7 separate regions of the Mus musculus genome follow, and regions 1, 2, 3, 5, 6 and 7 are each linked to region 4. The links are chromatin contacts, called in public Hi-C and targeted proximity ligation maps. All regions are on one chromosome and are shown on one strand. The core of a region is the stretch at or near the end of the contact, and the rest is flanking DNA. Distances in the headings are between cores, read along the strand shown.

The links. Hi-C and Micro-C count contacts between places; a contact is called where the count stands out from the background.
Region 1: a Hi-C map of cardiomyocytes shows a contact between it and region 4, with 1.9 times the contacts expected there. A contact is called at or near these places in 6 of 39 promoter capture datasets (cranial neural crest, frontonasal cranial neural crest, hippocampal neurons and 3 more), 23 of 484 Hi-C or Micro-C datasets (the AML12 cell line, bone marrow-derived macrophages, cardiomyocytes and 14 more), 22 of 130 datasets of targeted methods (bone marrow-derived macrophages, craniofacial prominence, differentiating embryonic stem cells and 13 more) and 2 of 9 other capture datasets (adipose tissue and embryonic stem cells).
Region 2: a targeted proximity ligation map of embryonic stem cells shows a contact between it and region 4, with 6 times the contacts expected there. A contact is called at or near these places in 15 of 39 promoter capture datasets (the 3T3-L1 cell line, the HPC-7 cell line, cranial neural crest and 9 more), 3 of 484 Hi-C or Micro-C datasets (bone marrow-derived macrophages, embryonic stem cells and palatal mesenchyme), 13 of 130 datasets of targeted methods (bone marrow-derived macrophages, embryonic basal ganglia, embryonic forebrain and 9 more) and 2 of 9 other capture datasets (embryonic stem cells and liver).
Region 3: a contact with region 4 is called in a targeted proximity ligation map of pancreatic cancer cells. A contact is called at or near these places in 1 of 39 promoter capture datasets (cranial neural crest), 1 of 484 Hi-C or Micro-C datasets (embryonic stem cells) and 4 of 130 datasets of targeted methods (embryonic stem cells and pancreatic cancer cells).
Region 5: a targeted proximity ligation map of pancreatic cancer cells shows a contact between it and region 4. A contact is called at or near these places in 4 of 39 promoter capture datasets (fetal liver, hematopoietic stem and progenitor cells, neural stem cells and 1 more), 4 of 484 Hi-C or Micro-C datasets (CD8 T cells, the G1E-ER4 cell line, LSK cells and 1 more), 14 of 130 datasets of targeted methods (embryonic basal ganglia, embryonic forebrain, embryonic hindbrain and 8 more) and 2 of 9 other capture datasets (adipose tissue and liver).
Region 6: a Hi-C map of extraembryonic endoderm stem cells shows a contact between it and region 4, with 2.1 times the contacts expected there. A contact is called at or near these places in 7 of 484 Hi-C or Micro-C datasets (B cells, LSK cells, cerebellum and 3 more) and 2 of 130 datasets of targeted methods (embryonic stem cells and pancreatic cancer cells).
Region 7: a contact with region 4 is called in a targeted proximity ligation map of pancreatic cancer cells. A contact is called at or near these places in 1 of 39 promoter capture datasets (pre-B cells), 2 of 484 Hi-C or Micro-C datasets (LSK cells and embryonic stem cells) and 1 of 130 datasets of targeted methods (pancreatic cancer cells).

What each region holds. Positions count from the first base shown.
Region 1 is chr19:24,860,345-24,864,073 of GRCm38.p6, reverse strand. It overlaps Pgm5 (phosphoglucomutase 5), which reads left to right and starts at 2,232. Exons shown (of 11, transcript NM_175013.2): 1 at 2,232-2,545. The coding sequence starts at 2,285.
Region 2 is chr19:24,899,038-24,902,693 of GRCm38.p6, reverse strand. It overlaps Foxd4 (forkhead box D4), which reads left to right and starts at 1,678. Exons shown (of 1, transcript NM_008022.3): 1 at 1,678-3,656. The coding sequence starts at 1,860. The coding sequence ends at 3,194.
Region 3 is chr19:24,223,411-24,227,169 of GRCm38.p6, reverse strand. Tjp2 (tight junction protein 2) reads left to right here and starts at 2,144. Exons shown (of 24, transcript NM_001376368.1): 1 at 2,144-2,319.
Region 4 is chr19:24,554,167-24,557,503 of GRCm38.p6, reverse strand. Pip5k1b (phosphatidylinositol-4-phosphate 5-kinase, type 1 beta) reads left to right here and starts at 1,632. Exons shown (of 15, transcript NM_008846.3): 1 at 1,632-1,739. It overlaps Gm50341 (predicted gene, 50341), which reads right to left and starts at 1,172. Exons shown (of 2, transcript NR_169181.1): 1 at 1,120-1,172; 2 at 94-496.
Region 5 is chr19:24,264,797-24,268,309 of GRCm38.p6, reverse strand. Fxn (frataxin) reads left to right here. Exons shown (of 5, transcript NM_008044.3): 4 at 911-1,008. Among named protein-coding and RNA genes, the nearest start is that of Fxn, 14 kb to the left of the region's middle.
Region 6 is chr19:24,165,354-24,169,038 of GRCm38.p6, reverse strand. All of the region lies in intron 2 of Tjp2 (tight junction protein 2), which reads left to right. Among named protein-coding and RNA genes, the nearest start is that of Tjp2, 58 kb to the left of the region's middle.
Region 7 is chr19:24,997,595-25,001,059 of GRCm38.p6, reverse strand. It overlaps Dock8 (dedicator of cytokinesis 8), which reads right to left and starts at 1,531. Exons shown (of 48, transcript NM_028785.3): 1 at 1,357-1,531. The coding sequence starts at 1,409.

The sequences.
Region 1 (3,729 bases), core at 983-3,482, 310 kb before region 4:
CTGTCTGCACTTGGCCCAATGTGAAAAGCATTTATTGTAAATTAATGGAGTTGTGAAAATTATGGCTTTGGGAAAGTAATTCAGTGATTCCCAAAGAGTGATTCCCTAAGGGCACTGATGTATTTCCCAGCGTCCTGGATAGAAACGTCAGAGACACGGAGTATGAACGTTCTAAAATTTCAGAAATAGTCTCATCAAAGTGCTTCATGTCCTGATCTAACGGAATCCGATCTTTTTCCAAACTGTTTCCAAGGGCTTCCAGTGAAGCCCTGCTTCCTGATCCTCCTGCCTCGGGCTGGGGTTATAAGCATGCAGAAACACACCTAGATTCTGTCAGCTCGACCTGCTGCCTTTCCTATAATCTGATAAGTTCCTAATTGGAATATGGATAAGATTAATATGTTAATGGTTCAAAAGAGAAGACAGAATGACGTCATTGGACGTGGCCCTGAGACATAAAGCAACCTGTGGAACACTCTTTGATCTGTGTTCATTGGTGTCTCAGATAAGGACCCCAAGGTTAAATAAGAGTTGGAATGCCAGAGTGAAGTTGAAGCAGGCTCTTTACCGCAGAGCCTCCAAGGTCTTCAATGCACGAACGTGCTCTATGGTCCTATAAGAATGGAATGGGGATGACGGCTTTCAACAGTTGCTTTATCCCAGGATCTCACTGGGGAAACACAGGTCTTGCTGAGTTTGGCGTATGCTTGGTGTAAAGATGGTGGTTGGTGCTGTCTCAGCAGCAAGGAGATACTGAAGAAGAAAGGCAACACAGGTGCTCCTGTTTCACACCAAGACTTCGGGGTGGTGCTAGTGACTCAGAGAAGGCAGAGAGGCATCCCTAGGTCAGAGAGCACCCCATTTCTCTTGACTCACCTTGTAAAGAAGCTGAGCTCAGCACAGGAGCATCCAGCCTGGAGACTAGGACTGGGTTCTTATCTCTGCCCACCTAGGACGGGGGATGAAGGACGTGCCAGCCTTGGTGCTTATGAAGCTGGCCTGCCTCCCTTTCCCTCCTTTCCCATTGCATTGAATCTTGGGAATTACTCTAGTCCCACACCTCCTGCGAAGCTTTCTCTGCTTTGTCCTCTGTCTCTCCACACACTGTAGATGGTTGGGTTCACAGCCGTGTGCCGAGCTCAGTCCCCACCCCCCCCTTTAATTCCCTCCCTTTTCACTCCTCTCTATATGAAGATTTTCCTGGTTTTGGATTTGAGGAGGATCAGAAAGAAAGGCTTCAGGCAAGGGGGCCAAGCACAGTAGGTGGCACCTCACCTTTGTTTCAGTTGGCTTCGTTCATTCATTCCTGGTGGACATTAAGTGCGTTTTAATCGCCTACCGAAAGTATTTTATCCAGAGTTCGGTAGCGTGGACAGATGCAGTGTGAGGGAAGCCGATTTCTAAGCAGATGTGTAGGAAGGACAAGCAGGAAAAGAATAAGAAAGTATGTGTTTGTTGCAGTTACAACAACAATGAAAACAAAACAAAACAAAACAAAACAAAACAAAACTCCCACCTGGAGAGATGCTACAAATGTAGATGCTGGGGTAGGTCCTGTGGACTAAAGGGGCCGACAGGGTATGATTCTGCACAACAAATGTTCCTGCTGAGTGTACACACACACACACACACACACACACACACACACACTCACACACACACTCACTGCCCAGCCTTCAGTTTCACCTCTGGCAGAGCCTAACAATTCTCAGCTCTCCTTTCCAGGGTTATTTTTGGCTAGGGCTGTTCTCTGATGGCAAAAGGTTTTAGCCCCCTCCCACCTCCCTCTCTGTCCTTACTAGGGAGAGAAACTTGCACTTGAGCTAAGCAGACTCAGGGTGTGGGGAGAGAGGGCTGTGGGCTAGGCCCCTGGCTAGCTCAGACTCCAGTGCCAGGCTGTCTTCTAGTGGAGAGTGGGCCTCTGGAGGAGCTGGAAGGCTGAGTCGGGGCACTGGACTCAAGAGTGTGGTGTGGCTGGGGACACAGGAGCTGGTCCTAGAGCTTGGCTTTGAGACACTCCCAAAGTCAGGCGAGCTGGGGAAAGGAATTGAGGACAGCTGGGCGATCCTCTGGAAAAGAGCTGGGCTGCAGAAAACTATCTGAAGGTGGAGGCAGACTCCACTCTGGGACGTTGAGGGGGACAATCCGAGAGTAGCGACGGGAGGGTGGAGAGGGGCGGGGAGGGCGCAAGGCGGAGCCGGGAGCAAGGCCAGACCGCGGGGGCCCGGGAGGGCGGCAGATCCCCGAGGCTCCCGCAGCCGCGGCAGGACCGGCCAGCGGCGCCATGGAGGGGAGCCCCATCCCAGTGCTGACGGTGCCCACGGCGCCCTATGAGGACCAGCGGCCGACCGGTGGCGGCGGGCTGCGACGGCCCACAGGGCTCTTCGAGGGCCAGCGCAACTACCTGCCCAACTTCATCCAGAGTGTGCTGTCGTCCATCGACCTGCGCGACCGTCAGGGTTGCACCATGGTGGTGGGCAGCGACGGCAGGTACTTCAGCAGGACGGCTACTGAGATCGTGGTGCAGATGGCTGCGGCCAATGGGGTGAGTGACTCTCACGCCCCGGTTTGCGGGGTCTCCACACCCTGGTCACCTCCCTGTGCTCTTTCCAGCTTCCCACCCGGGCGCACTGGCAGCCACTAGGCACAGTGGGACACTGGCCTTAGAGGAGCTGCTCTTCTCAAAGCCCCTGGGCTGGAAACTTAGGCTTCTCCGGCACCTGTTGTACTTTCTGCTGTATTCGTTCTGCATCCATTTTCCACTCCATCACAGCCTTGGGTGTCCCGTATTCCTCCAAGCGATTTATTGCCCACCTCCCTACACAGACTTTTTTCGAGTCTGCCAATATAATCTCACTCCGGTATTCTTTTATTCTATTTATTATTATTATTATTATTATTATTATTATTATTATTATTATTATTATTGCCGTAATCCTCTCTCTCCAAATCATAGCTGCCAAATTTTAACAATTATCTGCGTGGGCACACTCCAGTATTGAACCATGTGCTATTTGTCAAGACTGGGCCCCAACACTTCACTCTAGCCCAGTGGTCCTTTAGTGGTGACTTTGATTGGGACAGGAATGGTTTGGATGATTTTGGGGGCTTTGCAACCTTGGCTCTCAGTTCCCAGGAGGTCTCTAAAGGATGTAAGTGAGACTCGCAGCAGCATTCTTAACGCAATTCCTATCGCCCCTCCAAGATGCCTTCAGCATTGACCAGCCGGTCCTCTTCCTTCCCATCTGCATCCTCATTCTCTCTCCCTTCTAAGACCTCTGCAGTTTTTTTCTGCAACCTTGATTCTTAGACTTTGAGTTTCTTTCTGTCTGCTCCCTCTTCCCTACCCTACAGACAGAAGCACCCCCTTAAATGGTAAATCCATCCTGCTCTCCCCACCCCTGCTTAGCCCCAAATCTAGTTACCCAAACTTGTGACTAGCAAACTTTAGGGGGGGGTGGGTCTCTGAATTATCTGTAGGAAGTTTCCAAAAGTCATTTGAGCCTGGTGAACGCGATCAGATCCACACCCATGAAACTTTACCTGAGTGCAATCTCTTGCCGATGTCCATCTTTAAAAGTGAAAGCAGATAATTACCTGTCCTGTGGATTCTGGCCATTCCACCCCTCTCTCTCTGTTTTCATTTCTCCTTAGTGTTTCTTCATTAGGGCCGTCTATGCTTCATGTTCCCTACTGTGATTTTTCTCTTCTCAGCGTTTTAGGAATGGC
Region 2 (3,656 bases), core at 429-2,928, 350 kb before region 4:
GCCCCAGCGTTGGCCACAGGGAGATCTTTAGTTGGCTCCTGAGTCACCTTTGAGATTAGCCCCAGAATGTGGGGGGTTTGTTTTGTTTTTGAGCACATTCTTACACCCTTTCATTTGTAAATAACCCAAATCCCCCTAGCAGTTGACTTTAGGAAAACCAACAATACTCTCTCTCACACAGATAATCAGAAAAGGGGAACCGAGTCTCTCCAGCAGGGGGTGAGGGCAGCATCTGGGGCCAGCAGATTGAATGAGACACCTGCCGGCCCTCCTGCAGTTTAAAATCACACAAATAGTCATTGGTCAATTTTGGATTTAAACACAAATCTGTGAGGCTCAGATCTGTTGTTTGTCCTACCTCAAGCTGCACACAATAGAGAGCCTTGGAGGGTAAAACCCTCCACAGAGCAATGCAGCTTAACTCAAAGGCTGGCAAGGGAGCTGCTCTCCAAAAGATGCTAACTTCTTTAAACTACTTTAATCCCAAAGGCGATGAGCTATTTTTGGTAGTCAGTTTCTGATTTCTCAATAAAGGTCACAATCACAAACATAAACGTTGAAGGTGGCACAACTTTCATCCTTTCCTAGTGCATCTTTTTAGATTTCACCTTCCCAATTCCCCCAATATGTACTTTGTATTTTGCTATGCAATCCCTATTTATGTAACAGACATACTCTACCATATTGTTACTTTAGCTGCTGGGCTAACTCACATGAAACCAATCTAAAAGCTTAGGTACTCCAAAGCCTTCAAGCAAGTCCTGGGGTCCCTGTCCTGCTCTGCAGTGTGGATGCCTTACCATGGACCTCTGGACTATCTAGTGTCAGGGACACTGCAACCCCGCCCTTCCTCGATTTATTGTTATTACCACAGTAAAGCACTTGTGTTTCTGGATGGATGTTCGGGTTGGGGGGAGGGGTAGGGGACAAAGCCAAGCAGGTAGATGCACTCATATAGTGAGGGCATTCCTTTCTTTATAAAATTACTTTGGGGGAAACAGTATTTGTGTAGTGAAATCAATGTAGTTGGTAAAGACAACGAAGGAAAAGAAGATGAAGATACCAGTTGCCTCTGTGGTGCTAGTGTGTTGCTTTCTGAAGCCTCTTCTAGGCATCCCTGTCTGAACGTGAAAAAATAATTTGCACCTTTGCTCCGCTGGCTAAATAGTAAAAGAAGCTGGAGGAAAAGAGACTAAGAAAATACTTTTTTTTTTTTTCCTTTTAAAGTCCACACTGAACTTCCACAGTTTATGCTAGGATGCTTTAGTTTTTAGGGAAATCGAGTCACGGGATTATTTGGTGAAGTTTACGAGGAGGGAAGGAGCCATTTCTCTGGAATGGGGGCATATAGCTTTAAGTCAGTGTGCCATTCTGTTTGAGATACATCTCATTACTCGCCAAAGTCAGTACTGGGAAGGTCTAAATGTCGACGTGGTCCCACATCGTCGTTGTGTATCATGTTTTCCCTCTTGATTTTTATTTGTGCAGCTTTAGAGAAACATCAACAGAGCCCGCACAATGTCAGAGCACTTTGGCTGATTAAACCATCCTCCGTAGTGGATGGTTGTGAAGAGGAGGGACCAAGGACCCCCCATCATTGGACCGCGTCAGGAGGACGTGGCTCCAGCCCGAGGAACGGCAAAGAAGGATATATAGCTGCGCACTTCTCAGAGAAACTTAAAACACCAAGTGCTCCTTGCCAAAGGGTGTTAGAAAGAAAAAGCAGAAAAGAACAAGGAAGCCTAACCTAGGAGCGCTCCAGTTTCCCAGCAGACTCATCCTTGCTAACTCACCCATCCCAAACCAGGTGAGCTGCCCCCACGTCCGTCCCCTCCTCTCCCTCTTCCCTCCTATCCTCCATGAACTCAGCAAGAGCTGGGCACCTTCGTTCCACTCCACCGCCCAGTCCTCTAAGTTCCGACCAGGATGAGGTGGAGATCGACGTGCTGGCAGAGGAGGAAGATGGAGATCAGACGGAAGAAGAGGATGACGAGGAGGAGAGCCATAAGTGCCTGGAGCGATCCCTGCAGAGGCCCGGAGCCCGCACTCTTGCAGGGAGGAGCGCGGGGGACTGCGGCGATCTGAGTAACTCCTCCGGGTTCCTCCGCAAGTTCCGAGCACCACGGACCCCGGCGACCACCACAGCCGACGGCCCGCAGCCCGCCAAACCCCCGTACTCCTACATCGCGCTCATCACCATGGCCATCCTGCAGAGCCCGCACAAGCGCCTGACGCTCAGCGGTATCTGCGCCTTCATCAGCGGCCGCTTCCCCTATTACCGCCGTAAGTTCCCCGCCTGGCAGAACAGCATCCGCCACAACCTGTCGCTCAACGACTGCTTCGTCAAGATCCCTCGCGAGCCGGGCCACCCGGGCAAGGGCAACTATTGGAGCCTGGACCCCGCCTCCCAGGACATGTTCGACAACGGCAGCTTCCTCCGGCGCAGGAAGCGCTTCAAGCGCCACCACCCGCCCTCGGGAGGCCACCCGCACTGCCCTTTCCCTCCACCCGCTGTGCCCGCCACCCTGCACGTCTCCCAGCCCAGCCTCCTGCTCCGCTACTCTGCCCCACCACAGCCTAACCTCGCAGCTCATCCCGCTGCCCCGCCTCGGAGTCACCCGTGCGCCCCGCTGCATCCGCATCCCATGCGCTACCTGCTGCTCGCGGCCCCGGCCTATGGCGACAACCCTAGAAAAGCGGAAGGCGCGGACCCCGCCACCCCCTTAGCCATTCCCGCGCTGCAGCCCGTACTGGGTTCCCAGCCTTGGGAGAGAGACCAGAGCTCTGGAACTCGGTCCGGACGCGGGTGCGCTTCGTTCACCATCGAGAGCATCATGCAGGGGGTTACAGGAGGAGGAACTGGGTCTGCGCAGAGTCCGTCCTTTGCTCCGTGGAGCTACTGCCACCTGCTGCAACATCCACCGTGCCTGCTGCACCCCCAGGCCGCTTCCCCTTTGTTTCACATGTCCGCAGGTTCCCGGACAATATTGCCTCAGCAGCCGCAACCGCCGCTGCCGCTGCAGCAAGAACAGCATCACTGTGCCATTAGCTGCGCTCCCGGTAAAGGCGTGCGGTTAGGCCAGCACCTGTCCGCCGTTGCGGCGCTGCTGAGGCAACAGCCTGCAGCTGACGACGGTAGGCTGACAACCCTGGCCGCTCTTTCGGGCCGAGAGGGGACCTTGCCCGAATTTTAAGCAGCACCCAGGCCCAGCCTCCAGGCTGGGTCGCCTTGGCACACCTGGAGCCAAGTGGCAAAATGGAACCACTTTCTAGGTTTGCACCACCCGCCTGCTAGGCTTGTGCGTAGAAAGCCAGCAGCGGAGTGCGCACTAAGTCCTTCCAAATTGTTACAAATGTGTTCTGCTCGCTTGACAACACAAAAGTGGGAAAATCCTGGATCTACAAGTCTTGCTTGGTCTTGTCCGCTTCGGTTGTGGCTTCCACGGTTTTCCCGACTTACATACTTCCCGAGGACCTATGACTATGAAAGTGAGTGAGGTGTTTTGCTGTTAATAAAAACAAAACAGTCTGCAATACAAAACATCACCATCCACATTGCTTAGGAACTGCCAGTGTTCCCAGTGGCGACTGCGACTGCGAATGCGTACATGCTCCGAAACCCGTAGGTAATACAAATAGGGTAATTTCATAACATT
Region 3 (3,759 bases), core at 895-3,394, 330 kb after region 4:
ACACACACACACACACACACACACACACACACACACACACACACACAACTGGACATGGTAGTTTTTTAACTCTGCCCCACAGTTACCTGGCAATAGCCAGGTGTGCCTGACTTACTATAAAAGGGGCTGCTTGTCCCCTCCTCACTCTCTTCTTCTCCTCTTCCCTCTCTGTCCCTTCTCTCCCCATTCCTCTCCCCCTCTTTCTCCACATGTTAATGGCTGGCCTCTGCTCCTCTTCTCGCTCTCTTTATCTCTCTCTCTCTCTCTGTCTCTACTCTCTCGACTCCTCATGCTCTAAATAAACTCTATTCCATGCTATATCTGTCATATGGCTGGTACCTCAGGGGGTTGGGATGCCTCAGCATGGGCCCAGAGTCACCCCTTCACCGTACCTCACCCTACAAACATATTCCAAGTTCTTTCTCTCTCTCTGTCTCTCTCTCTTTTTTAAAAACACAACAGCAGTGTTCACCCCATTATTCCAGTACTTGGGAGGCTGAGGCAGGAGGATTACCCCAAAATTGGAACCAGCAGGATTGCATGGAAGGGCCATTAGGGCCATAGTAACTAAGACCTCAACTCAAAAAAAGAAAAAGCAAATTCATGGGTAGGTGTTTTTCCTTTCTTAGTAAATGGAGGCACAATTGGTATGCTTTTATTTGCTTAACAGTTTGCTTGTGCTCATTTTTCTTAAAGTGATACTTTCTTAAAGCCTGAGCCTTCAGGTTTGATCTTCCTTTGCCTGGGGCGTGTGTGTGTGTGTGTGTGTGTGTGTGTGTGTGTGTGTGTATTGGCAGGTCTGATAACACCTGTTCCTCAGGATCTGTCCATGTTGGTTTATAAGACCGGGTCTTTCATTTTTCGGGGGCTGGTAAATCCAAGGATCTGTCTCCCCAGCTCTGGGATTACAAATCTGTGCTACCACTCCTGGTTTCTCTTGTTGGGGTTTTGTTTTTGTTGTTGTTGTTTTTGTTCTTTTTTTTTTTTCCTTGAGAGAGTGTCTCAGTTGACATAGTTACTCCTGGCGAAAGGGTTTTGTGGGGAGGAGAGGGCGCTCGTGCGCGAAGTTGCCTGGAATAGAACCTCAGCATCCTTTACAGGATTTTTAAAAAAGCAAACTAAAATACTTAAAATTGCAACGCAGTGGGCAAGTGCGAGCATTCACACCGCACAACTATCACCACTATCCATCTCGCCATCACCACAACTTTTATCCTGTACCCTGGAATCTTCTTAGGATTTTTTTTCCCCCCTGAGACAGGGTTTCTCTGTGTAGCCTGGCTATCCTCGAACTCACTCTGTAGATCAGGCTGGCCTCGAACTCAGAAATCCGTCTACCTATGCCTCCCAAGGGCTGGGATTAAAGGCATACGCTACCACTATCCAGCTTTTCTTTTTATTTTTTTTTTTTTCTTTTTCTTTTCTTTTCTTTTTTTCTTCCTAGGATTTTTTAACCAGACTAGGTTAAATGGAAGGCGAACTTGCGCCCCGGGTGCAGCCTTGGGCACTAGGCACATTCCTCCTTCCCCGCGGTGTGACTAAGCAGGCTCTGGGCTTAGTGCTCCGCCCTCACCTATTGTCCCCCGAGAGGAACCGGTATTTCCGGATTGGAGCCTCAGAGCCAGAGAACCAGGGAGGTTGGAGGGGGAGGGGGATTGAAATTGATCTTAAAACTTATCTTTCACCGATACCATTACCCGTTTCTCTTCTTCCCCAAACAAAAATCAACCCGTTCCACTCCCCTACCGTATACATACAGTGACCCACAAACACCCTTCCCGTGGTTTCTGAGGGGTGACTGACCTTTCCTCGCCAGCACCTGCGGAAAGACTGAAAGCAGATCTGGGCACGAATTAGATAAACCCTGCGAATGTTTATACTCTTGAGCCGAAGCTTGGGGGTTTTGCTGAGAAAAGAGGCGGAAGCGTCGCTCAATCCCTGCCCCACCGCTGGGTGGCGCCGGTGAGGCCTCCCCCTCCGCCAACAGGACGACCCAAAGTGGCGCGAGCTACTTTTTTTTTTTTTTTCCGGGTCTGGAGGAAGCAGGTGATGGCCACCGCCCATCTACCCTCCCCCTAACCACACACACTCTAGATAGGCACTTGTCCCCCTTTCTTCTAGCCCTCCAAACAGGAAATAGGTTGAGTCACAACAATACCCAGGAACGGCCGGTGGCGGAGGTCACTGGCTCCCGCCTGCTGCGGCAGCCCGCGGCACTCCGCCTCCGGACAGGCGCTGCCCGCGCTGCGCCGCCCGACGCCTGGGACCGTCGCTTTCTGCGCGCTGACTCTGCTGGCTGCCGCCGCCCCCCTTCTCCAGGCGAGTACCTGCGGCTCTGTCCCTCCCGGGGTACAAGATTGCTCTGGAGCCTTGGCTCGCCGCGGGGCAGCGTGCGTGAACGCCGGTTGTCCCCGTGGGGTTTGGGATGTGATTTCTTGAGCACTGCTTTTTGCGTGCGTACTTCCATCTCCCACCCTTGGGCAGCCTCGCATCACCGGGGTTGACTTAGGGTCACCCGGGATCTGAGTTTACGCCGCTGCTACAGGTGCCTGGCTCCTCCTTGTCCTTCCAGGCGGGGACATTGTTTCGCTCCCGCAGAGCGTCTCTTCTGCTAGATTCAGAGGGCCTTTGGGTTTCTGTTGGCAGCGATGGTATCTAAGGGGTGGGTGACCTGAACGGGCGCGGAGCGAGGGAAAGCTGGTGTCTGTGTGCAGGTGGGGGCGATCCTGGTGACCATGAGTCTGCCCCCTCCCCCGCCGCCGACAGGAAAACAGTCCCGTCGCTTTGTGAAACATTTAATTCGACTTTGTGTGTGTGTGTATATATATATTTGGGGTCTTTCGACTCTTTTATAAAGGACGAGCCGAGTTGTCAACACAGGGCGTTGTCAGCTCTCCAGGGCTGCTTTCCGTGGCTTTTCTATGGGACTCTCAGTCAAAGCCGAGTTGGAGATTTTTATGTTGGAAAAAGGCCACCGAATGCCAAGCATTCTCCGAGCTTGAAAAGGGTGTTTTCCAGGCTGCTGCAGTGTGCGAGAGGGTTTCTGAGCTACTGTCTCTGAGTTGTCCACCGCGCCTTCCCAGGTCCGCAGGTGTGCGGGTTCTGTTCAGAGGCTCCTCTGGCCTCTAAAAGTTTCCCGACTTTCCTAGTTCATTTGAAAGACCAGTTTCCTGGTAAGGAGAGAGGGATTCTGGGACATTGCCTGGGGGCCTCTTGAAAACCCAGGTTTCAGGCCGCACCCTAGACCTGTTAGCCCTGGGATCTATTTGCACTTTGACCTTTGGGAACCTTTGGCCCAAGAAAAGTGGCGGTGCCCAGCTAAGGAATGAATCACGTCGGACTCCTACTCAGCCTTAAATCTGAATGCTATTTTAAAAATGGGGACAGACAGTACAGCCACACTGGACCTACCCACTCCGCCCCCAGAGCCATTGGCTCTTTATTGAGATTTGAAGATATTTGGCTAACATATAAGGCTGCAGGTTTTTTTGTTTCTGGCCTTGAAATGTGCCTTAAAATGATACGGAACGTGAAATTGAGCATTTTAACCTTCCTAAATGTTAAGTTAAACGGCACCGAATGCCCTCAGTTTTCTTCAGGGGGCTGAGAATCCTGACTAGGAATGTAATAGGCAGAATAGATGCAACATTACTAAGTGGCCAAGGTAGGCTAGCTGCAGGATTCTGTTGTGTGCTTTCCATTAAGGAAGATAAAGAGCCAGGAGGGTTTTCTTTTGTCTAGACTGCAATGGAATGGAGT
Region 4 (3,337 bases), core at 383-2,882:
AGTAAGGAAAACTGTGTCCTCGCCTGTGAGTTACTGGATGTCTTAGGGCTACGGTTTTCTCATCTGAAAAGCGTGCAAGCTGGACCACACACATGTTCTTACTCTGTGCTTTAATAAGTCCAGAATGCTTGGACCCAAGTCCTAAGTTAGTGATGCCTTAAATCGCTAGTAGCGGCCACACACACCTGGAAGAACACTGGAGATACCGTCCCTAACAATACACATCTATTTGATTTGTCAGCTTTACGTGAATAAAACTTTAAGAACAATGCATTTTTTGTTATAAAGGAATTTTTATGCTTCATTCCAGGGTGATACTAAACCACCACAAATTCACTCGAGTTGGGGTTGGGGGTGGGGTTGTTAAAAGATTTCAAAACTGCCTGCAGGTGCTCTTTGTAGAGCCTCAAGGGAGTGTCCTCAAGCAAGGGTCATCAAATGCTGGTCTTCCTCTGACAGAACGCAAGTTTTCTTTCCCACAAGTGTTTTGTTTTGTCTGAGGAGGGGAAAGTGGAAGGAAGTGATAAAGCTGAACTGTACCACTTGCTTCGACCCAACTGGGAGGGAGTCGCTCTCTTCCTGTGCCTGTTAGATAAATTTAATTTTAGCGTTCAGAACAGCACAACTCCAAACGGATCCTTAGATCTAGCCCCTACCCTCTTCGAAGCTAAACTAACCTAGTGAGATTCCAAGTGGCTCCAGCAGGCGCGCCCCCATTGTAGCTCAATGGCGCGGGACCCCTCACTAGCCCATCCCTAACCTGTTGGATAGATCGTCCTTCTTGAGAGCACCTGCTATCCTTAGAAGGGAGACAAGTGTGGTCTCAGAACCTTTGCGCGTCCCTTCCTGATAAAGGGGGTATAGGGGAGGGCTCTGCTTGCTTAAGTGCTGGCTCCTCAAGGAAGAGGAGTCAAGTCTGGCATTGCCCGACTGGTGGCCAGGGACACTGGCAGCGGCACGCCCTACCCCAACACAGTCCACAGCAGTGAGGCTTCGAGACTCTGAGAAGCTCCCAGAAGCTCTGGAGCTTTGGAGGATCCCGCTAATCTCAGGGAGCCGCTTCACCCCTGCTCTGAGTCCTGGCTGCACAGTGGCCCGGGCGCACAATCTCCCACGCACCGACTAGAGCGTTAGGTCCGACTGCGGGCTGCTCTGCTGCTGCAAACCGGTCTGGCTTCCTTGCAGGGCGTGCGGGACAGAGCAGAGGGTGGAGAGAAAAGGGGAAGAGCCTGGGCGGCCGGCGGGCGGGGCCTGCAGCCTCCCGGAGTCGCGGCCGCCGTGCAGCCTGCTCGCTGCCCGCCCCGCTCGGACTCCGGCGCGCCGTGCGGGGGCCCGTGGCTGCGGGGCACCGCCACTCCTCGGCCTCCATCCCCCGATCTCGCCTCGCCGCGCCACCCGGCGCTGTCTGGTCCTAGTGGTCCGCTTGCCGTTCTGCCGACCAGAGGAGCGGCGGGAAGGAAGGGGAACGCGGGGACACGCACACCGGCCGCGGCGCGCGCGCATTGCACACTCGCAGCCGCGCGTCCCCGTCGCCGCGCGTCCGAGCCCAGTGTGGCCCCGCGGCAGGGCCCGGCACCTGCCCGCCCCCCCACCCCACCCCCCGGCGCTGCTCCGGCTCCGCCCCGCCCGCCGCCCGCCGCCCGCTGCAGCCACCGGAGAACCCACGACATCCCGACAACTTGCCCGCGGTGGCGCAACTGGTCTCGGCCGCCAAGGCTCCAGCACGCCGGCCGAAGGAGGTAAGTTTCCTGCGCGTCCCCGGCAACCCTGCCTACACCCTCCCTTGCCGCCGCGCCTGAGGCTCTGTGTGTCTCTGCTGGGACCTGACCTGCTCTCCACCTTTCCACTTTGCCTGTCCAAGTTGTGCTGGGGGTGACATGGAGGGGGCGCCCGTGGTCGTCAAACCAGGACCTTCGCTCCTCGGGGGCCACAGCTGCGCAGTCCCCGTGGGCACCGACCGCCTCGCTACCCTGATCCCTAGGGCCGCAGTGACACCCAGTGATCCCTCGGGCTCACTTAAGTCAGAGACCCCTCCCTCGTTTCTGGGGAACCTGCTGAGTTTTGTTGCAGCAGGAGAGGTGTCTCCGTCATTCTCCCCTGCTTCTAAACAGCAGCGAACTTGTTAGGCGCCCCCCGGGATGTACAGAGGGGCTTCCACGAGTGGCGTTCTGCTTGATTTCTGGCTCTGGCGCCGGGTGGAACAGGTGAACTACAGTTCCAGCCTGAAAACAGCCGCCGACTTTTACAGTCCCCTGTCTTCAATGGCCCTGTCAATGTGACGATTCAACATCTGGGGCGGGGGTGGGGGGTGGCGGGGGGGATGGGGAGAGCGCTGGAGTTGGACTTGCCACTCTGGTGCCAGGAGTCGTCAGAACCGAAGACAACAAACGTCTGCTTATCTCTCATCTATGCAGATGAGCATGTTCTCATTTCTTACCCCCACCCTCTCAAGCCGGCTGTCTGCTGTGCACAGCACGCTTGGGTAGAAACCTGTTCCAGAGAAGTTGTTTGGGTAGTCAGTGAATTTGTTCTTCATGTCTACTGAAGTCAGGACTTTGAACAGGATCTGCTATTTACTATGATGCTATGTAAAGGAAGCGCATGCTGACTCTCAAGTAGCCATCCCCCCCACCCCCCCCACCCCCGCCTCTGCCCTGGCTCTGCCCCTTGATGGCATTCTCAGCCTGGTAGAGGTCCCCCTGTAAAATGAATGGTCCATAAGGACTGAGACCTGATTAATCTGATCTAAGAAGTAGTCCGAGGCTGTTCTCTTGAACTTAGCTGTAAAGGGCCCCTTTCACCTCTCTTCCGGGAGACTTCCCTCTTGTTCTGTGTAGAGGCTGTAGTGTTTTTGCAGTCGTTGGAGTAGATCAAAGTCCAAGGATTGGTTTTCCTTAGACTCCAGTGTGATGGGGGTTCATGGAAGCTTCTGTCAGAGGGCTGCCCACTGAAAGGCAAAACAGAAAAACAAAAACAAAAACTTACCCAACCAAGTTCAAGGTTGAGCCTTAAGTGTCCTGTGCGATCTCTAAGCTGAAGAAAATGCTGGGTTCTGTGTACAAAGGTGGAGGACCCCCCCCCCCCAGGATGCATGGGAAGTGCAGCCATCCTTGGGCAGGAAAGTTGAACAGTGCTTACAGATAAAGCCATATTACATTTTTATCCAAACTAAGAAAACTGGAGGGACTGGGGGGGAAAAAAAACCCACCTAATATTTGCATCAGTGTCTTGCAATTTTTAATTGCTTTTCAGTATGCTCATCTTATTTCAACCACTTCTGAGGGAGGTGTGGTGAAGATGCTTATCATAGGTTTAGAGGAGGCATGGGGGACTCGGA
Region 5 (3,513 bases), core at 755-3,254, 290 kb after region 4:
AAATCCTGACCTTACAGATTTTGCCACCACAATCACTTTCTTTCCGTGTTTTCGTGATGGACTCAGGTCTGACACTTGGACAGACGCTGTTAGAGTTTAGTCTGCGTTAGTACGTGTTGCGGTTGGCTAGCGGTCCTGTTTACCATGGCTGAGATCTCAGGCAAGACTTAACTTGTCTTGGCGACCACACAGGCAGAGAGAAAGCGCTATGAGCTTCAGGCATTCATCGTATGCTATTACGATTCATTCACTCGTGGTGGCTGCAGAGATGGCTCCGTGGTTAAACGCTTGCTACTTTATCATGAGAACCAGAGCCTGGATCCCAGCAGCCATATCACATCAGGTGGCTTATAGATGCCTGTAACTCCGGCCCTGCAGCTGTCCTGTGTGTCTCTGGCCTCTAAGGGCATTCATGCACATACACGTGAACAGAAACACGTGCATAAATAAACGTAAAACAAACCTCTGACCCTAAGAGTAACGTTCTTACCATACAAGCTCCTGTTTTTGAGCATTAAAGTTTGTTTGGTTTTGGTGCCAAGAATTGAACATGGGGTTTCCCAAAGCCAGAACACACTGCCAGTGGGCTGTATCCCCAGCCCCCTTTTCTTAATGGTGTCTGTTATATCCTTGGATACATGAAAGGCATTGAGATATGAGCATGTATATGAACGCGAGTGTGTATGTGCATACGTGTGTGTGTGTGTGTGTGTTTGTGTGTGTGTGTGTTTGTGTATCCAAACATAGGAGCTTGTATGGTAAAAACATTACTCTCAGGGTCAGAATGGGTCAGAAACGTATTTTATTTTTATTTATGTTTATATATTTACGTGTGTGTGTGTGTGTGTGTGTGTGTATCACAGTACTAACTAATCTATTTTTTCACACTTCCTGCCACCTGACCCCCTAGGATGGCGTGCTCACCATTAAGCTGGGCGGGGATCTAGGGACCTACGTGATCAACAAGCAGACCCCAAACAAGCAAATCTGGCTGTCTTCTCCTTCCAGGTATGTTCAGAAGTCAAAATCCATAAGGGGTAAACTCATCTGGAATGCGGTGTTGGGGACCGTTTGAGAGGGAGTCAGTCACTGGCTTTGCCGTGACTTTACGGCTGTCTGCCTCGGCAGGGAGGCTGGCTTGTAGTTGAACCCTTCTCCTCATTGATACCCGGGTTGCTATGCAACTCAGGCATCAGGATGTTGACAAGACCTGAAGCAGAAGGAACTGTTCAGAGCCTGGCCCAGACTGGTTTTCTCCAGTATATCATTCCCCAGAAGAGAAAAACCACTGGCTTGCCTTTGAAAATGATACTTTTGCCAGACACAGTCTTAACATAGCTATAGTCCCAGCACTCAAGAAGTAGAGGCAAGAATTCAAGGCCTGCCTTGGCTACATAGCCAGTTCAAAGGCTAGTCTGAGCTATCATGTAAGACCCTATAGCAAAAGCAAATAAGCAAATCTGGTCCATATAGTGCGTTCCAGGATAGCCAGGGCTATCCATAAGCCACTTTTGTTAGGTACAGTGGCACATACCTGCGATTAAAAATAATAATCATTCATTCATTCATTCATTCATTAAAAAGCTACTTTGAGGGAACTAGAGAGATGGCTCAGTTTGCTCTAGAAATCCTGAGTTCATTTCCCAGCAGCTACTTAGTGGCTCACAACCATCTCTGATGGGATCTGATGCCCTCTTCTGGTCTGTCTGAAGAGAGCGATAGTGTACTCACATACATACAATAAATAAATAGATCTTTAAAAAAAAAAAAAGCTACTTTGAAGGCTGAGGGCATATCTCAGTGGGAGAGTGCTTATCCAGTAATCTATAAGCCCTGGATTCAGTTTCCAAAATGGAAAGGTAGGAAGGAGAAAGAGGGAGGAATTTTTTATATTGTAGTATCTGAGAAAACTTGCACTTTGTCCTCAAAGTAAGTTAAACTTTAACTCCTGGCCTACTTTGAAGGTCTCTGTAACTCTGCTGGCAGAGCTGGGCTCTGACTCTGTCACAACGGGACGGGACGGTGATTTTTATCAGCAGCCCCAGGGCCCCCAGCCTCATGCCTGCCTGCCCCGTGGCAATGCCTGCAGTTGAAGGAGCAGCAGGATGCACTGCAGTCAGACCCTGTCTCAGAACTAAGGACTTACTGATAAGTATACAGCTGCTGCCTCAGTGGTCTGGGAACAGCCTAGCGATGCCCACAGGGAGCCTTCACACTAACCTCCCTGAGGCTCAACAGCAGTACTGAAGGAGACATTTTGAAGGAGCCGTGGGAAATCTCAGCTAGAAGCAGTGTGGAATTCTTTGGAAGCCTAATGGTATTGGCAGTTTTTAAAAGGTGCCAAGGTGTGGCTCAGTGGCAAAGAACTTGCCTAGCATGTGAGAGAAGGCCCTGGGTTGGAATACCACCACAACAAACACACAGCAAACAAAATGGTTACCACTCAGGCTGGAGAGATGGCTTAAGAGCCCTTCTGCTCCAGCACAAGGGCTAGAGTTCAAATCCTGGCATCCGTGTCAGGGTAGTCACTTACAAGAAACTCCAAGGAAACTCTTTTTAAACCCGTAATTGGAGCTGGAGAGATGGCTCAGTGGTTAAGAGCACTCACCAACTCCTCTTCCAGAGGACCCAGGTTCAATTCCCAGCACCCACATAGCACCTCACAACTATCTGTAATTCCAGGTCCAGGAGATCTGACACCCTCACACAGATAAATATGCAAACAAAACACCAATGCATATAAAACAAATACATTTAAAACCTGTAATTTTAGGTGCTAGAGAGATGGCTGAGTGGTTAAGAGCGCTGACTGCACTTCCAAAGGTCCTGAGGTCAATCCCCAGCAACCACATGGTGGCCCACGACCATCTATAAAGGGATCTGATGCCCTCCTCTGGTCTGCAGGTATACTTGCAGACAGAGCACTCATATATCAAAACAACATAAAAGCAGTTAATTTAAAAACCAGATTATCTGTTTTAAAAACTAATGTATATGAGAGGCTTGGGGGGGCGTCTCATAAGTAACCCCGCTTCATCACAATTACGTCATAAAGGGGGACGGGCCTTTATATGTCTGTGGGTGTGGATATGGATGTGGTTGAGTGTCCATACCTACAGTAGCCAGCAGAGGGAGCCAGATCTTCTGGAGCTGTAGTCACAAGCAGTTGTAAGCAGCCCAGGGTAGTGAAAGACATCAAACCAGTCCTGCGGAAGAGCAGCAAGCGTCCTTAACCACTGAGCCCTCTCTCCATCACCCCGGAAGTAATATCATATTTATCCAGACTGTCTTTCACAGGGCCATGATTATAACTTCTTATTTCAGAAGAAAACCTTTGAGGTCCTGTGGAGACAGAATTTCCTGGCCCCCTTGCCATAGAATGTGGGGGACGCCTGGGCCCCAGAATCTGGGCGCAGAACCCTGGACAATGTGGAGGGGTCTTGAGTTGTTCCAACTCTACCTGAGAGCAGGGCTGTGGTGCAGGATCAAAGAACATTCTTTGGTTTCTCCTGG
Region 6 (3,685 bases), core at 1,174-3,673, 390 kb after region 4:
GAGCTCTCGAGTATATACCTTCCCAGCCCCACCATACCTTCATGAGCAGCACATGCAGAGACATCCTGGGAGAGCAGAAGTGTTGAGCACATGGCCTCTGTCTTGAGCCTGTGGACAACCCCACTCCCCCACCCCCATCCCCCATTTCTGCAATTCTTCTGACTGTTTGCCCATGGTGTGTCTGTGGGGCTCTTTTAACATCTGGCTGGATTCCCTTCCTTTTTCTGCTTTCTCCGAGTAGGTGATACATCGAAAGTTGCATGGCCAAATGCTGTTCATTCTTTTGTGATAAAGTGGTGGGGCGGGGAGGAGGTACTCCCGCCCTTCCAGGGAATAGCACTTTGTTTTCAAGTGCGGCCTGAAGAATGCAGATCACCAAATAGCTTGCCACGCGTAAAGGTTTTAACTTCTCAGGGTCTTTACAGAATGTGTTGTGTGGCGGGATTCTTGGTTTTCGTTAATGAATTAGCTTTATGGTGCTGCGGATGGAACCTACTTATATACTTCTGGTGCATACATGGAGCTATAAAGGGGGCTCTGACAAGGATGCTGTAGGAACCGCAAAGTTTGAGGTAGAAAAACAACCCCTTGCTTTGACTTAAGGAGGACAGTTGAGGTGCACGCTGATGTGAAGGAAAAGGAAAAGGAGACACTCTGAATTATAGCCGTTCTCTAGTTGTGTGCCTGTGGCGCCATTTGTGAAGTGTCCGAAGCCTCTGGCTGGTGACTTGTATTTAGTCATTTCATAGCAGGACATGCTATTTGATGAGTGCCGCCTGGCAGATGGTTACAGTTGGGTCTTTAACAGGATACAGGCTGCCATCCAGCCACAGTAGAGTATACTTTGTAATGTGCTTATTTGAACTTAGACTAATGTTTTAGCCTGACTAGACTTTGATGGGTGTGGCTTTTATGTTTCTCCTCCTCCTCCTGTTCTGTGTGAGGAGTAAATATAGTAATGGGGAAAATGTAATCTTGACACATCTCTGAATGAACACCTCCCGTCCCCTTTGTTGCTTCAGGAAGCTGTGGGTGGAACCCAGGGCCTGGAATATCCTAAGTACCTGCTGTGCCAGGTACTTATTAGAGTTAAAATTATTTTATTATATGCCTGCACTTATATTGCACAACAATGGGTACCTGTTGTCCCTTGGAGGCCAGAAGAGGCTTGGCAGATCCTCTGGGTCTGGGCTGACAGGTGATTGTGAGCAGAGAATGAAGTTCTGGGAATCAAACCCTGGTCCTTGGCAAGAACAGCTAGTGCTTTTAACTGCTGAGACACCTGTCCAGACCAGGTTTGTAGCTTTTTTTGGTGGTAAGTTTTTAGACTGTACACCAGTCTCAAAGTCCAGTTACATTTTTGCCATCCTAACAAAGGAAAACGTGGATCGTGATAGAGAAACTTTAGTTCCTTGAGTTGAAGGTAAGGCGAGCCAGGTGTTGTGTGACTTAATTTTTTATTTTACGGGGTGGACAAAACACTCAATCCCAGATTGGGAACCCATGATACACCCAATTTTTAGTGGTAAGGATACCACCAAAGTCCAGCTTGGCGACCCAGTGAGTTTTATTGGGGTTCCCTACAGGAATCTGAATTCAGGAATAGAAATGATCCCATATGGATGAGCACAGATCACCCCAGAATAACTCTTATCGCCAAAGTTCACCCCGGCATGGGTGACAGCTCACAAAGGCTGGGAACCTGGACCACACTGGACAGCCTGCAGGCAGCTCAGCAGATTGGAGGGTCCTTTGCAGCTTCAGGTGGCAGAAATGTCTTCCAAGCAGGTCTTTTTGCTTGAGAGTCGTCTTCCCCGCAGGGGTGTGTGTGTGTGTGTGTGTGTTTACCTCCCTGCCTAAGGAGCTCCCCTGCAGGACCAAAAGTTTTTAAGGTCTAATGCTTTCTAGTAGTATTTGTTCCTTCTAGGGCTTGGAGCTTCTAGGGCCTTTGTTCTCAGGAGGAAGGAAAAAGAAATTTGTCAGCCGGCCTCATTGCTTTAATGTCCGACTATAGCAATTTGTTTACATGATCTGAGAGCTGATCCTACCCACTTGGCTCAAGTTCAGTTTCTTCTTTTTGCCTTACAAGGATAGCAGGCGCACCTGAGAACCTGGGTGGGTGGGGTTTCACCCAGGAGAGTCATCCCTGTAGCTCGGAGACAACACCTTCACGTCACCGGCCACTCTCAGTCTCCGGAGGATTCAGCGGAGTAGAATCGATGAGATTAGTGAGGGAGGTTCTTAGCAAAACTAAAGGACTTCCTGGTGAGCTCAGTTTCCGACCGAGGAGCAGGCTTCTTCCTCTTTAGCCCTCTTCAGTGAGGAGTCAGCTGCTCGGCTGTGTGGGATTGGCTGGTGTACACCTGCCCCTGTTTCCTCCGGCCACTGCATACCGCCAGTCACTTCCCATTAGCTGTGAGCCCTGCCCTTGTGTGAGTCAGAGTGGTAGGCACAAGGGCTCTCGGGGCAGGGCATCAGACGAAGTCACTGTGTACTTATCAGATTGACTCGATTTGGGAAGGCATGAGCTAGCATGACTCAGACTAGTGGCGAACTTAATTGAGAGAATTCCTCATATTTCTGTAGCGAATGGATGATAGTTGGATGAACTAAAAAGTCTTAACCAAAAAAAGTGTAGAATTGCTTCTGGACCTCTCAGTGTGCTGTTGTTGAGATGGGGCTGTGTTTAGCTCAGGTTGGTCTCCATTAAAATTGTTACTGTGTTGCAGAACTTAGGCCCAGAAGCAGCAGAAACTGCAGCGCTAATTAACTGGCCACTTTATGTGAGTTGCAGACCTCAGCTCTGCTTAGTTTAGATGGCTAATAAAGTCATCTGTGGCCCCTAACTTCCTGGGGGCTCTCAGTGCTCGAGTGTAAAGCTTAGAGAACATTCTAAGGAGTTTGGAGCAAGATATTCCAAATTACTTGCTCTTTCAGCTATATGTGTGTGTTATTTTCTTATTTTTTTTCTTTTAAAAAGGCATCCATTGGATTCTTTCAGAAAGACGTTTTTAAAAAGACATACTGTTTAACGGCAAAGGTCCCAGGGAGCCTGGTAGTTGCTTAGCTCACAGAGCAATGGAAAGATCTGTTATTAAGTTGCAGCTTGAATAATGTACTAGCCAGAGCCACAGGGTTCTCTTCCCTCAAGCCAGTAGCGACTGTCTTCTCCTCCCTTTTCCAGATTTTATTTTAATTTTTTTCTGGAATTATTTTTTTCTCTATATGTATGGTGTTTTGCCGTCTTGTATGTCTGTGTACTCGGTGGTTGTTTGCGCCTTATACTCTCAGAGGCCAGACAAGAATCTCACATCCCTGGAGCCGGAGCTAGAGACTTCCTTTTTCCTCCATCTGTATATTAGGTCTGGCTGTGTGTCCTGGAGCTCACTATGTAGACTAGGTGAGATCCTCCTGACTGGGATTAAAGATGTGCACCACCATGCCCAGTTTATAGACACAGACTTGTTAAAAGGAAAAATGTGCGCTTAGCACAAAGGAGATGTATTTGCTCTGGAGGGACAGAGGTCAGGGTTAAGGGATGAGACAGGAGCCAGAGGAAGAGGGAGAACGGAGAGAAAAGAAAGAAGAGGGTTATTTGTCTTGGAATGGGATAAAGGGCTGCCTCTGGATGGAGAGGGGACAGGCAAATGATGGTTTATAAAGGTGAAATGGGAAACCCTGTGCT
Region 7 (3,465 bases), core at 282-2,781, 440 kb before region 4:
GGCATCCAGCTTGTGATTGTCTTGTCTCAGCCTCCTGAGGGCTGGGATGATGGGTAAGTCCACCACTTCTGGCTAAGGACTTTAATCCTCCACCCTTGGGTTATACCAACCCCGAAGCTCCTTGCAAGAGCGTCTCCAGGCTTGCATTAGGTCCCAGACAGTCACTTCAGATCAGTCTCACCCCTCCTGAATCCCTAACAGCTTCCTGCCCTTGTTCCTTGTTTCCTGGCTTTTTTTCTTTCTCATGACAGGGACAAAGAGAGGAGAAGCGGGGAAGGCAATGATGACAGCCATCAAAACTTCCTATGCCCCTACGGCCCCACTGCAGCCAGGACAGCCTGATGAGGGGAAAGGCTCCGATAGGAAGACTGAATTATGATATAGTTACCCTTTAGCATTTGTATACAGTCCACATTAATAATTAAACTAATTGGACAGATGAAATAGTGAAGGAAGTGAAAGGTCTTGCTCACAACTGCACAGGGAAACTCCACTGGCCCTCTGTGGTCCTTACCGCTCACTATTCAAGGATGGTGATTCCTAGTGACTCCAGCTTCACTCACTAGCAGCCCAAAGATGAATTACTGTGGGCCAGCGTCCCACATGCAAAAACAAACAAACAAGAACAAGAAAAAAACACCAACCCTGGAAGTCCTCCAGAGCGCTGCCCTTCCACATTATCTTTTAGCCAGGCAGTCTAGATTTCCCAGGTCAAGGCAAAAATGCCCCCTTGAATACTTGTCAGCAGTTTTCAGTGGAGGAAACGCCGCCGCTTGAGTCTACCGAGAACTTTATGAGTAGTCAACTCACAGAGATGTGGCGTGTGCAGCTCTGTTTATAAATTGGAAATCCCTGTGTTCTTCACTTTTCTAGAGTGCTAGAAATCTTTAAACGTCAGCTACAGCTCATTCCCTTTCGCTTATTTAAAGGAGGAATTTTTTTAAAATCATTTTTTCCACTTCATGGTTGGCTCCTTTTGGACCAAGGTATAAAAATAGCGCTGCCATCCAAAGCCAAGATGTTTTTTGGAAAGAGGGGGTTGAAAGAGCCCTAACCCTGGACCACGGACCGATCTGCTTCAAAGCAGGGCTGATTTTCAGCCACTTAGCTTCTTTCCGCTGTCTCCCGACTGGAAGGAAGGCGCAATTTGTTAAGCCAAGTTCGGGCGCGCGACCCCGCGCTCCGGGTCGGGCCACCTGTCTCAGAACAGCGAGGGCGGCGGGAGCCACGCCGGGTTGGGGAGGTGGCGCAAGACGCTGGTCCGGACAGCAGCGCGGGTGACAAGAGGACGAGAATGAGTCGCCACGGGGACCGGCGCGCCCCGCCGCGGACTGGCCAGGAACCGCGCCGTCTTACCTGTTGATCTTGAGCGCGAAGGCGCGGCGCTCGGCGCTCGGCAGCGTGGCCATGGCGCGCGCGCGCGGTTCCACGGCTTCGGGGCTCGCGGGGCTGCGGGGGGACGGGACCCGAACGCACAGCCGCTGCAGAGCCCGGCGCGCCCGGCGCCAGCCTCATCTGTCAGCCGCGCCGCGGAAACTTCCGCATTTCCACCTTGGCCGCGCAGCTCCCGGGGGGAGGGCTCTGCTCCCTCCGCCGCCCGCGGCGCCGCCCGGCCTGGCACGCACCGAGCGCTTGGCGAGGGCGTGGACGCCGCGCCGAGCCGCGCTCCGGATACTCAGAGTCGCCGGCCGCAGGCGCGCGTTTCCCCCGCCGCTGACCCGGGACCGACGGGCACGGTGGCTGCGGAGCGCGGACCGCGAGAGCTGGCCGGAAACGCCGGCGGCCGGAGCCGGAGGGCGACTGGGGCAGTGAGCGCTGGATCCAGAAGCAGCCAGCGGGGTCTGGAGGGGCCACCCGGTGGATTGACGCCATTCCTGGGAACATTTCTTTTTAAGGCAGCCTCTTAGGACATCAGTCGACTTTTTCCCAGCCGAAGGCGCACTGTCATTCATGGGACACTTTATTATAATGGCTGCATCCCACGAGTAAATATTAGGAGCTATATGACTTTTCATTTTAGAACCTGAGGGAATACACAGCATTGAGATTGACCGGTATCTCAACAGAGTTCTGTTTTACATGGAGAAACCTGACCAGACCACAAAGGAGAAATCTGGAGAAATAAAAATAAAAATAATCCCCAAAGGATGAGCGTGGAAAAGACTGTGCCTATTTCAAGTAATATATTTGGTCCAAGTTGTGTTGTATGAACTCCGTGTGTTTCCACTTGTCAACTTGCCTTCGGAAACACGAAAGGGCTATATTTTTGGCTCAAAGCTGCAGAGTCTAGATATGGAAGCCACAAGCCACATGTGGCCGTTGGCCACTTGAATTTTTGGTTAGTCTAAAGTGAGATGGGTTGGAAAATAAATACACACTGGGTTTCCAAGACAGTACAGAAAAAAAATAAGGCAAAATGTCTTAATTTTTGTATTGATTGCATGTTAAAAACAATCCTTTGGAAGCTGTTAAGTTAAGAAACATATTATTAAAGATAATTTCACCTGTTTGTTTTTCCCTGTATTAAAATGTGGCTCCCATTAAGAAGATGTAAAAATTACTTCCTTAGCTCACATTTGCTGGCACATTGAGTTCTTACTGAACAACACTGGTCCACTACAACTTAATTTGTAACCTAATACTAAAATACTGGCCGACCATATGCTATTTATTCTTGGCAGCCTTCTTCCTCTGCTTCTGGGTAGGTAGTTGAGCAAACCTTCAGAGCTGGTTAGGTAACTCTCCCCCTCCCTCATACCAATGCCTTTAAACATAAAAGACAATGTGTACAACATAACAATACAGAGACTCTAAGTACAGACCGACAGAAAACACGACTTTAATAAACGAGGCCAACTATTCCTTGTAATCCAAACCTGTAATCTCCACTACTCAGAAAGCTGAGGCAAGAAAGAGGATCACAAATTCAAGGTCTGCCTGTGCTACAAAGCAACTGCAAGGCCTAACATTCTCAAGGGCCTGGATTCATTCCCAGGGTCAATTTTCTAGAAGGCTTAAAAATATATATCTGTTGTTTCTAACTTCCAAAGGTCTCCTAAAGATATTTACTACAATGGGATTTATGGGGAAATACTTGGATAGAAAAATATTAAAAGAATAATTGTGTGTGTGTGTGTATCTTCATTCTGTGAACAATAAGTAACCCATTGAAACATTTTTACCAGAGCCTTTAGTCCACGTACAGGTGGGCTTGTCTTGGGTTTCTAAATGTTCATGGCATGCACTTTCATACAAATCAAAAATATACTTGGTTCCACATAAACCCAAGTAAAATGTAATGAGGTTATCTTAAATGGCTCAGATATTTCCATTAGGGAAACTTTTTTGAGCCGGTCAGGAGTATATCATGGCACCTCACACCTTGCCTCACATTATACTATATTCAATGTATAATATCTGACTGTGGAGCTGAGCTTAATCTAATTACCGTTATCCATGTTGTCA